2 separate regions of the Sus scrofa genome follow, and region 2 is linked to region 1. A link is a contact called in public Hi-C data. All regions are on one chromosome and are shown on one strand. Each heading gives the region's core, a stretch centred on a gene start, on an enhancer-like site or on the middle of the called end of the contact. The rest is flanking DNA. Distances are from core to core; before and after follow the strand shown. Region 1 holds the start of BCKDHB (branched chain keto acid dehydrogenase E1 subunit beta). Region 2 holds the start of ELOVL4 (elongation of very long chain fatty acids protein 4).

Region 1 (3,595 bases), core at 350-2,849:
TACTAATTGGGTTTGTTTCCACTGAGCCACATTGAGAACTCTTCTAACACGATTTTATTATTTTTATAAGAACAAATCTTTTATTATCATTTTACTCAAACTTTAGTAATTTTGTAATTATGGAAGGAGGTTAAGAGACCTACGCTCTCAAGTACTGGGCTAAAGTTTCTTTGCTTTGAAGACAGAAGTCAAGGTTTCTCTTACTGGTGAGAAAAAAACTGCTGTTCACCTTTAAGATGTCTTCTATTTCACAAAACAGGGACACCTCTTGGTAAGTTATTTCTACATGCAGTTTAGCAAGCTGTTTAGAATGGAAGTTGTGGAATCTAATTAGATTCCAAAGCTGAAGCTCTCACTGACTTACCAGGACAAACTCCTCAAGGACTCAGTTAACCTAACTGAAAATTGGGAATAAAAATACTACCCACCTCTGAAGGTTGCCCTAAGCATCAAATGAGATGATGACTATAAATTTCTCAGCCCAGTGCCTGTCTGTGGTAAACGCTCAATAAATGTTCATTCTCCTTATTTCAGAGGGAAAGACACACCTCCCAAAATGCCAGCTCTACCATTTGAGAAGTTAGTAGCCGAGGAAAAGGTCACCGTTTTCGTATTGTTTTCAGTATTCTAATGATAGGCACTGGATCTTTTGGAGAGTATGTAAAACTTGCAGAAAAAAACCGTAAAAGTCATGCAACTGCGTTCCCGCGAGGTGTGAGATGTGCTTGCTGTGGGTTTTTCTCGCGGCTGGAAGCACTGGATGGCTTCCTCCGCCGCTATCTGATACTGCTTCCCACTCCCAGAGTAGCACCCTTACCCAGCATCGGCTCAGTATCAAGCTCAGAGATGAAGCCTGGATTTTTCGCTTCTCTAGGAAGAACCTGTTTTGTGACCTTGAGAAATCAATTCAGTTACTTTAGTCCCTCAGTTTTCTCTTACCTGCTAAAAGTGGGGGAGACGGCGGCTTTTTCTTTCCTTTTAACATACTGCTGCCTATAGTTAGCGGCCCGGCCCTGAGCAAGCTGGGACAACTCCTAAGGCAAAGGCTGGGAAAGCAAGGATAGAATGGGAAAAGGGAGGCGTTTCCTGGCACCACCCCTCCACCCTCAGACCCTTGCAGACCCGGTGAAACCCCCTCACCCATTTCGAACGTGCCAAGAGACTGCCTCTCGAGAGCTGCACAGTCACAAAAATGGAGCAAGGAGGAAATCAGAGTCAGACCCTACGGTAGAAGAAGGCTCTAAAGAGGAGGACAGGGATTGTGCCGTGGTGCAAAGAAGTCAGCCTACGGGACCCCGCCCGGGACAGGCAGGGCCGTACTCGCTGGGACATTCCGCTGGCCTGGGAGTCTGGGCTGCAGCCGGAGCGGACAGGGCAGCCCCTATATCTCACCGTACTCCACGGTCTCCGGGTCGGGCTGGAAAGTGAAGTGAGCCACCTGCCGCTTCTGGGCCGCATCCCCGTCGGCTGAGGCAGGTTGCAGGAAGCCCCGCAGCAGCCCCCCGCCACTCAGGGGATGCCAGTGTCCCTCCACCCGGGCCACCCGGAGCCGCAGTAGCCGTCCCACAGCAACCGCCGCTGCCGCTGCCACTGCCGCCATCCCCACTCGCCGCCGATGTTTGCAGGCTACTCTGCCACCCTTTGCCGGCAGGGAGGGCGGAACACCAAGACGGCCCCCACATTGGGTGGGCCGAAGGGGCGGTCCCGGGAAGCAGACCAATCAGAGTTCGGAATTCGGGGGTGGGGAAGACGACGAGAAGACCCGGCGTCGTTCTCCCGTTGTGCGCATGCGGAAAGGGGGCTGGGGCGGGAGCGAGCGGGCAGGTGAGCTCCAATGAAATTGTTCCCGGAGGTGGAGTCTTCCCAAGGTCTGCTGCTTGGGGCAGGGCCGCAGATCTGGTCTGCAAAGTTCCACGCTGTGCCTGGGTTTGTTCCTTTCCTGTGTCGTCTGCCTAATGCATTCAGATAGCTTTTTCATTTTAAGATTTATATGTCCTTTTGAAATGAAACCCTTTTAAATCCTCTCCTGTTCTTTACCTCTATTATTCTATTGATTGGTATTGGTTATTGGTTTTTTGAGTTTCAGACGGCTGTGAGAAGCTCTGTTCTAACCCTGAGCTCTTTATTCAAACCCTTCTAAAGTGCTTAATAAGTATGTATAGATTTTTACTGGTTTTGTTTTTCTGGATTTAAGTGACAGTGAAAGAGGTAAACTTAAGAGTTCACCCCGCAAACCCACTTTACAGGAATTCAGTTGCGTTTTTGCCCAGGTGCAGCAAAAATGACCTGAAGAGCTTAGAAACCTGGAGAAATTGAGAATCCATTCATTTACATTTAAAATAATCAACTTTGTAAATTTTCCTGTTAAAAATCCAAATGTTTAAGAGGATACCTTCTCTGTTCATGAATTTACACATTATAGTAAAATATGATTAGAGACAAGGGTGAAAGTGTTTCCATCAGATGAGGGTGGGAAGGTAGGAAAAGAATGGCCCAAAACAGAATTTGAAGAAGAGAGAGGGAAAGAATGAAGGCGAAGGAGCAGGAGAACGAATTTCCCCTTATGCTCTTTCTGGCCATCCAGCCCATCCTTGGTTTTACAAAGAGGCAGAGGAAAAGAGAGAGGAAATGGGGTGAGAGGAAAGGCAGAAATGCACCAGCTGCATGTTTTCTGATTGGGTTTGAGAAGCAGGAATTCAAATCTGCCCAAAGGAGGAAGTTCCCACATGGCCTAGCCGGTGAAGGATTCAGCAGCTGTCACTGGTTACCGCTGTGGCAAACTTGGATCCCTGGACTGAGAACTTTTGCATGCTGTGGATTCTGGCAGAATTTTTTTTTTTTTTTTTTTTTTTTTTTTTTTTTTTTTGTCTTTTTTGCTATTTCTTGGGCCGCTCCCGCGGCATATGGAGGTTCCCAGGCTAGGGGTCGAATCGGAGCTGTAGCCACCGGCCTATGCCAGAGCCACAGCAACGCAGGATCCGAGCCACGTCTGCAACCTTGCAACCTACACCACAGCTCACGGAAACGCCGGATCATTAACCCACTGAGCAAGGGCCGGGACCGAACCCGCAACTTATGGTTCCTAGTCGGATTAGTTAACCACTGTGCCACGACGGGAACTCCCTGGCAGAATTTTTTTAAATGCCCAAAGGAGAAACAAAAGTATATCTTCATTATTTCTACTCCATATCAAGCCCCCAAATTCAACATTTTGGGGATTTTTAATCTTGTCTTTTGTTGTGTTCACCTCCTCTGTTTCATGGTGTGTGTGTGTGTGTGTGTGTGTGTGTGTGTGTGTGTGTGTGTTTTATTTTTATGTGAATGAAGGGTATTTTTTATTTTATTGAATAAAGGAGAGGGGTAGCTAAATAAAATTATATTTACAAAGTCAAGTTTTAATTTTTAAGCAAAAAGAGGGCAAAGAGCAAGGATAAAAACAAATCAAACTGCATTTTCTCAGTTAGCTGATTGGGGAGCTAGAATGCTAAGATGATTTAGGCCTGGGGGAAAAGAGAAAAATTATAAAGGGACTGGTGAGAATTTATTGAACTTGTGCTATAAACTGAAGATAAACCACCATTGAAACAAATGTGTT
Region 2 (3,930 bases), core at 424-2,923, 150 kb after region 1:
TAATTTCAAAGAAAATAGAGCATTTAATAAAGACTCTGGTTACTTGTGATCAAATAAATCAGTTACTTTTAATTATCTCTTCTTTCTGTAAAGTGTCTGCCATTTATAATAGCCCTTTTTTAATGCTCTCAAAAATGTTATCCTTTTGACATCATGATAGATATTTATCAATTATTATTTATAGCACTGGGGTAGGTCCTCAACAAAGAACCCAAAATAATTCTTATCCTCTAGGATGCTTCCCCTAGGAAATAAAGTCAAAGAACATATAACCAGTCAACTGGAAAATAAATAAATAACTATGACGAATTATCTTAAGAGTGTCAAAGAGCAGAAGAAATCAACCTGCACTTCCTGGCCTTTAAATGGAGCATCCTAAACCAACAATTGGATAAAAGGTTACGCAAAAAGTAGGTGACATGCTTAAATACAAGTAGGCAAAATGTTATTGGGCTGTTCTCAAAGCTCTTGCTCTATGTCAGAAACTATCAAATTATGAACCGTTTGTAGCCTAGTGTAGTTTTGCTACTTTTCAGGATCCACTTTTCAAGGGTAGGATTATCTTGCTGCTTCCCCTCCTCTTATTACTATCCAAATACCTTTTTTTTTTCCTTTTTTTTGTCTTTTTAAGGCCACACCTGGGGACACGGAAGTTCCCGGGCTAGGGGTTAAACCCCAGCTGCAGACGCTGGCCTGTGCCACAGCCAGAGCAACACAGAATCTGAGCGCTTCTGAAAACTAAAACACAACTCACCACACCACAGCTCAAGCAACCCACTGAGTGAGGCCAGGGATAGAACCCGAGTCCTCACGGACACTAGTAGGATTCTGTACCGCTGATCCACGACGGGAACTCTCAAACACTTTTTTTTTAATTAAAAAAATATTTTCCCCTCTTTCGCCTAGCGTATCTCGTTTCCTGAGCAGATAATGTCAGATTCACCACAACCCCTTCAGGTGCAAGCAGACTTTAACTGTAAGGCCTCTCTCTTCTTTGAACTCCTAATGACTTTATTTAACTATTATAAACTCATTTAACAAACATGGCTTTGACTATTTTCCACCTTAACAGGGGCTGCTGAACTCATGCAACATTCATCAAATTATTTGCTAATTTGTAAATGAGTGGACCCCAAAGTCCATTCTCCATCACTGTTGCTTGAAAATAAATATCCCCTTACCAATTTTAAGGGATGACTTGTGTTACTTCCTTTCATGGTGACAAGCCCTTGCAGGTGTAATGGAAGGAGGCAGAACCCAAGGAAAATTGACGTGAACTACAGGTAAGGCCCAAAGCACGTCGCTACCCTCTTCTGGCCCACAAAACACCTTTTCCTGTCCAGTTCCCTAGGACGCATCCCAGGCGGATGCGAGGTCACCCGTGGGAAAGCGGCGGGTTCCTCCGCAGGGGCCTGCTGGGAGAGGGGGGCGGGGAAGGGGCCTGGGGTGACCCGGGGGAGACGACAAGGGGCAGTCGCCGGGTCTCGATCTGCGCTCCCGCGAAAGCAGAGGTGGATCAGGAAGAAGGGTGCGGGGCGGCCTGCGCCTGCGCAGCCCTGGCTCCCGTCGCCCCCCTACCTCCGCCCCCTGTTCCCCAAGCTGCAGCATCCCTGCGCAAGAGTCCCCGCACGCGGGCGGGAGGAGGGGCGCGCCGGCCCTCCGCCCCGCGCGCGCGGCCACGTGACGCCGGCGGAGGAGATTGGAGCGGCGGCGGCGCGCGGCGGCAGACTGGTGCAGCGCCTGGCGCTCACGGAGGGATCTCTTCCTCCTCCTCCGCCACTCCCCCCACCCCCCTCCTGCTCCTCCTTCTGGAGCTTTGACGGTACCTTCTCCTCTGCCCGGCTCGCCGCCGCCGCCGCCGCATCCCCCAGCACCGCGGCGCGCAGAGGAGGAGGGGAAGACGCAGCTGGGCCTCCACCGTTAGAGGGGTCCCCGGCTGCCGCTCGGTCGGTCGACCGGCGCCTCCGAGATCACCCTCCAGCGGGGTCTCCACTCCCTCCTCCCAACGCCGCCGGCGCCCGCTGGCCGCAGCGATGGGGCTCCTGGACTCGGAGCCGTGCAGCGTCCTGAACGTAGTGTCCACGGCTCTCAACGACACTGTGGAGTTCTACCGCTGGACCTGGTCCATCGCAGGTAAAGCCGCTGGCTTCCCATCCTCGCCCGGCCCTGCGGGAGACAGGAGCACCCGGCCCGGCAGCCCCCTGCCTCCTGCGGCTGTTGGGATGCTGCGAGTCGGAAGAGGTGCCGGGCGCGGGGACCATGATCGGGAGCTGGTTAATCGGATCCGAACGTTAAGGCTTCCCCCTCCCCCCGACGCTTGCACGGTTTTCCCCTGCGCTTCCACCATCTCCGATCAGATTCTCGGATGCAGGAGCTGACATGCCAGATGGAGCCTGTGCTGCTGCTGAGAGCTAGTCGCGGGCCCGCCCCACCCTGTAGTCCCACATCTCCCGAGCTCATCTGACAGTTCTAACTTACGCACTGGGATGGGTTTTAACCTTTAGTAATGTTCCCTACAGTGGCTCGGGGAGGGAAAAGGGCCCAGGGGTCGCTGTCCTTTAGCTTCTTTGGCCTCCTGGTTGCTTTGCCGCACCTGCTAGTATTTTCTTGTGTAGCTCATCTATCTGTAGTATGATTTGGAATGAAAAGTAAAAAGCCATTGTTTGGCTCCTGGAACCTTGGAGAAGCTTAGTTTCTGAGGCTTTTTTCAACAGCCAGTATGTTTGAAGTGATTGTGATGGCTTTGCGCAGTGCAGTGCAGTCGTGGGGAGGGGGGAGGCTAAAACACCGGGAAAGAAATGGGGAGTCTTTGGGAAGGGGGTCTCTACAGCATCACCTAGAGGTTGTCCCAGAAACCTACATGTGAGCAGTTTTCTTAAATGGGCAAACTTTTCCCTTTAGCCTTTGCAGTTGGACAGGGATGGTCAATTGGTTGAGTTCTGCAGCTCTTCTCAGGGGTAGCAATGTGATACTATTTTTATATGGTACCGTTTGTTTTCTTCATTTGCTTTAGTTACTTTGGGTCAAAGCCTTTACACTTTTTTGAGATAAACAATTAGTTAACAGGAATTTGATTTTATGATTTACCCTTTTCTGGTCCTTTTGCCTTGCATCCTAGCACGGGAGGAGATTAACATTTACACGTTATGACTGTGTTTCCCTTCCTCAGAAATGGAAATATATTTCTATAGTTTTGTGTTTGTTAAGAGTAAATGGGACCATGATGACAGCATGTATACAGTACGATACATGGGATAGAGGTTGTGGAAAAAAATATGTACTGGAATTATTTCTGTGTGAGACAAAAGGATTCTTTGGCATTGCTATGGCTTTAACTTCTTTAGAAAAGTGTCTTCTTTTTCAGAGGATCTCAAGTTTGACACTGAGAAATAAGCTAATTAAGCCTTTGCACTTGAAAAAAGTGGCTAAAAGGTTGGAGTTCCCATCACTGCTCAGCGGAAATGAACCCGATTAGTATCCATGAGGACTCGGGTTAGATCCCTGGCCTTGCTCAGTGGGTTAAGGATCCCACCTTGAGGTGAGCTGTGGTGTAGGTCACAGAGGAGGCTCGGATCTAGTGTTGCTGTGGCTGTGGTATAGGCCGACAGCTGAGGCTCCCATTCGACCCCTAGCCTGGGAACTTCCATATGCCTCAGGTTCTGCCCTAAAAAGACAAAAAAGGAAAGAAAGAAAGAAAGAGAAGGTAGTTAAAAGGCAGTTTCTAATGGAGTGGTTCCTTTTTAAGTCTTTCTTCTATGGAGTGTACGCCGAGGTTATGTGGTACCTACAAAAACTGGGAAAGATATGTATGCTTCCCTTCTCTCTGTGATTTTGGTTATTTAAACATTGCATCAAGGTTTCCCATTACACAACTGTGCAGAGCTGAACATCAGACAAATTCTTCAGCAGATAATAAACTGCATTTTGCAT

What was found. Hi-C and Micro-C count contacts between places; a contact is called where the count stands out from the background.
Region 2: a Hi-C map of heart right ventricle shows a contact between it and region 1, with 2.9 times the contacts expected there. The contact joins the promoter of ELOVL4 here to the promoter of BCKDHB in region 1. A contact is called at or near these places in 2 of 5 promoter capture datasets (fetal liver and liver) and 2 of 47 Hi-C or Micro-C datasets (heart right ventricle and psoas muscle).

What each region holds. Positions count from the first base shown.
Region 1 is chr1:86,015,980-86,019,574 of Sscrofa11.1, forward strand. BCKDHB (branched chain keto acid dehydrogenase E1 subunit beta) reads right to left here and starts at 1,600. Exons shown (of 10, transcript NM_001123219.1): 1 at 1,393-1,600. The coding sequence starts at 1,600.
Region 2 is chr1:86,162,172-86,166,101 of Sscrofa11.1, forward strand. ELOVL4 (elongation of very long chain fatty acids protein 4) reads left to right here and starts at 1,674. Exons shown (of 6, transcript XM_021092107.1): 1 at 1,674-2,133. The coding sequence starts at 2,034.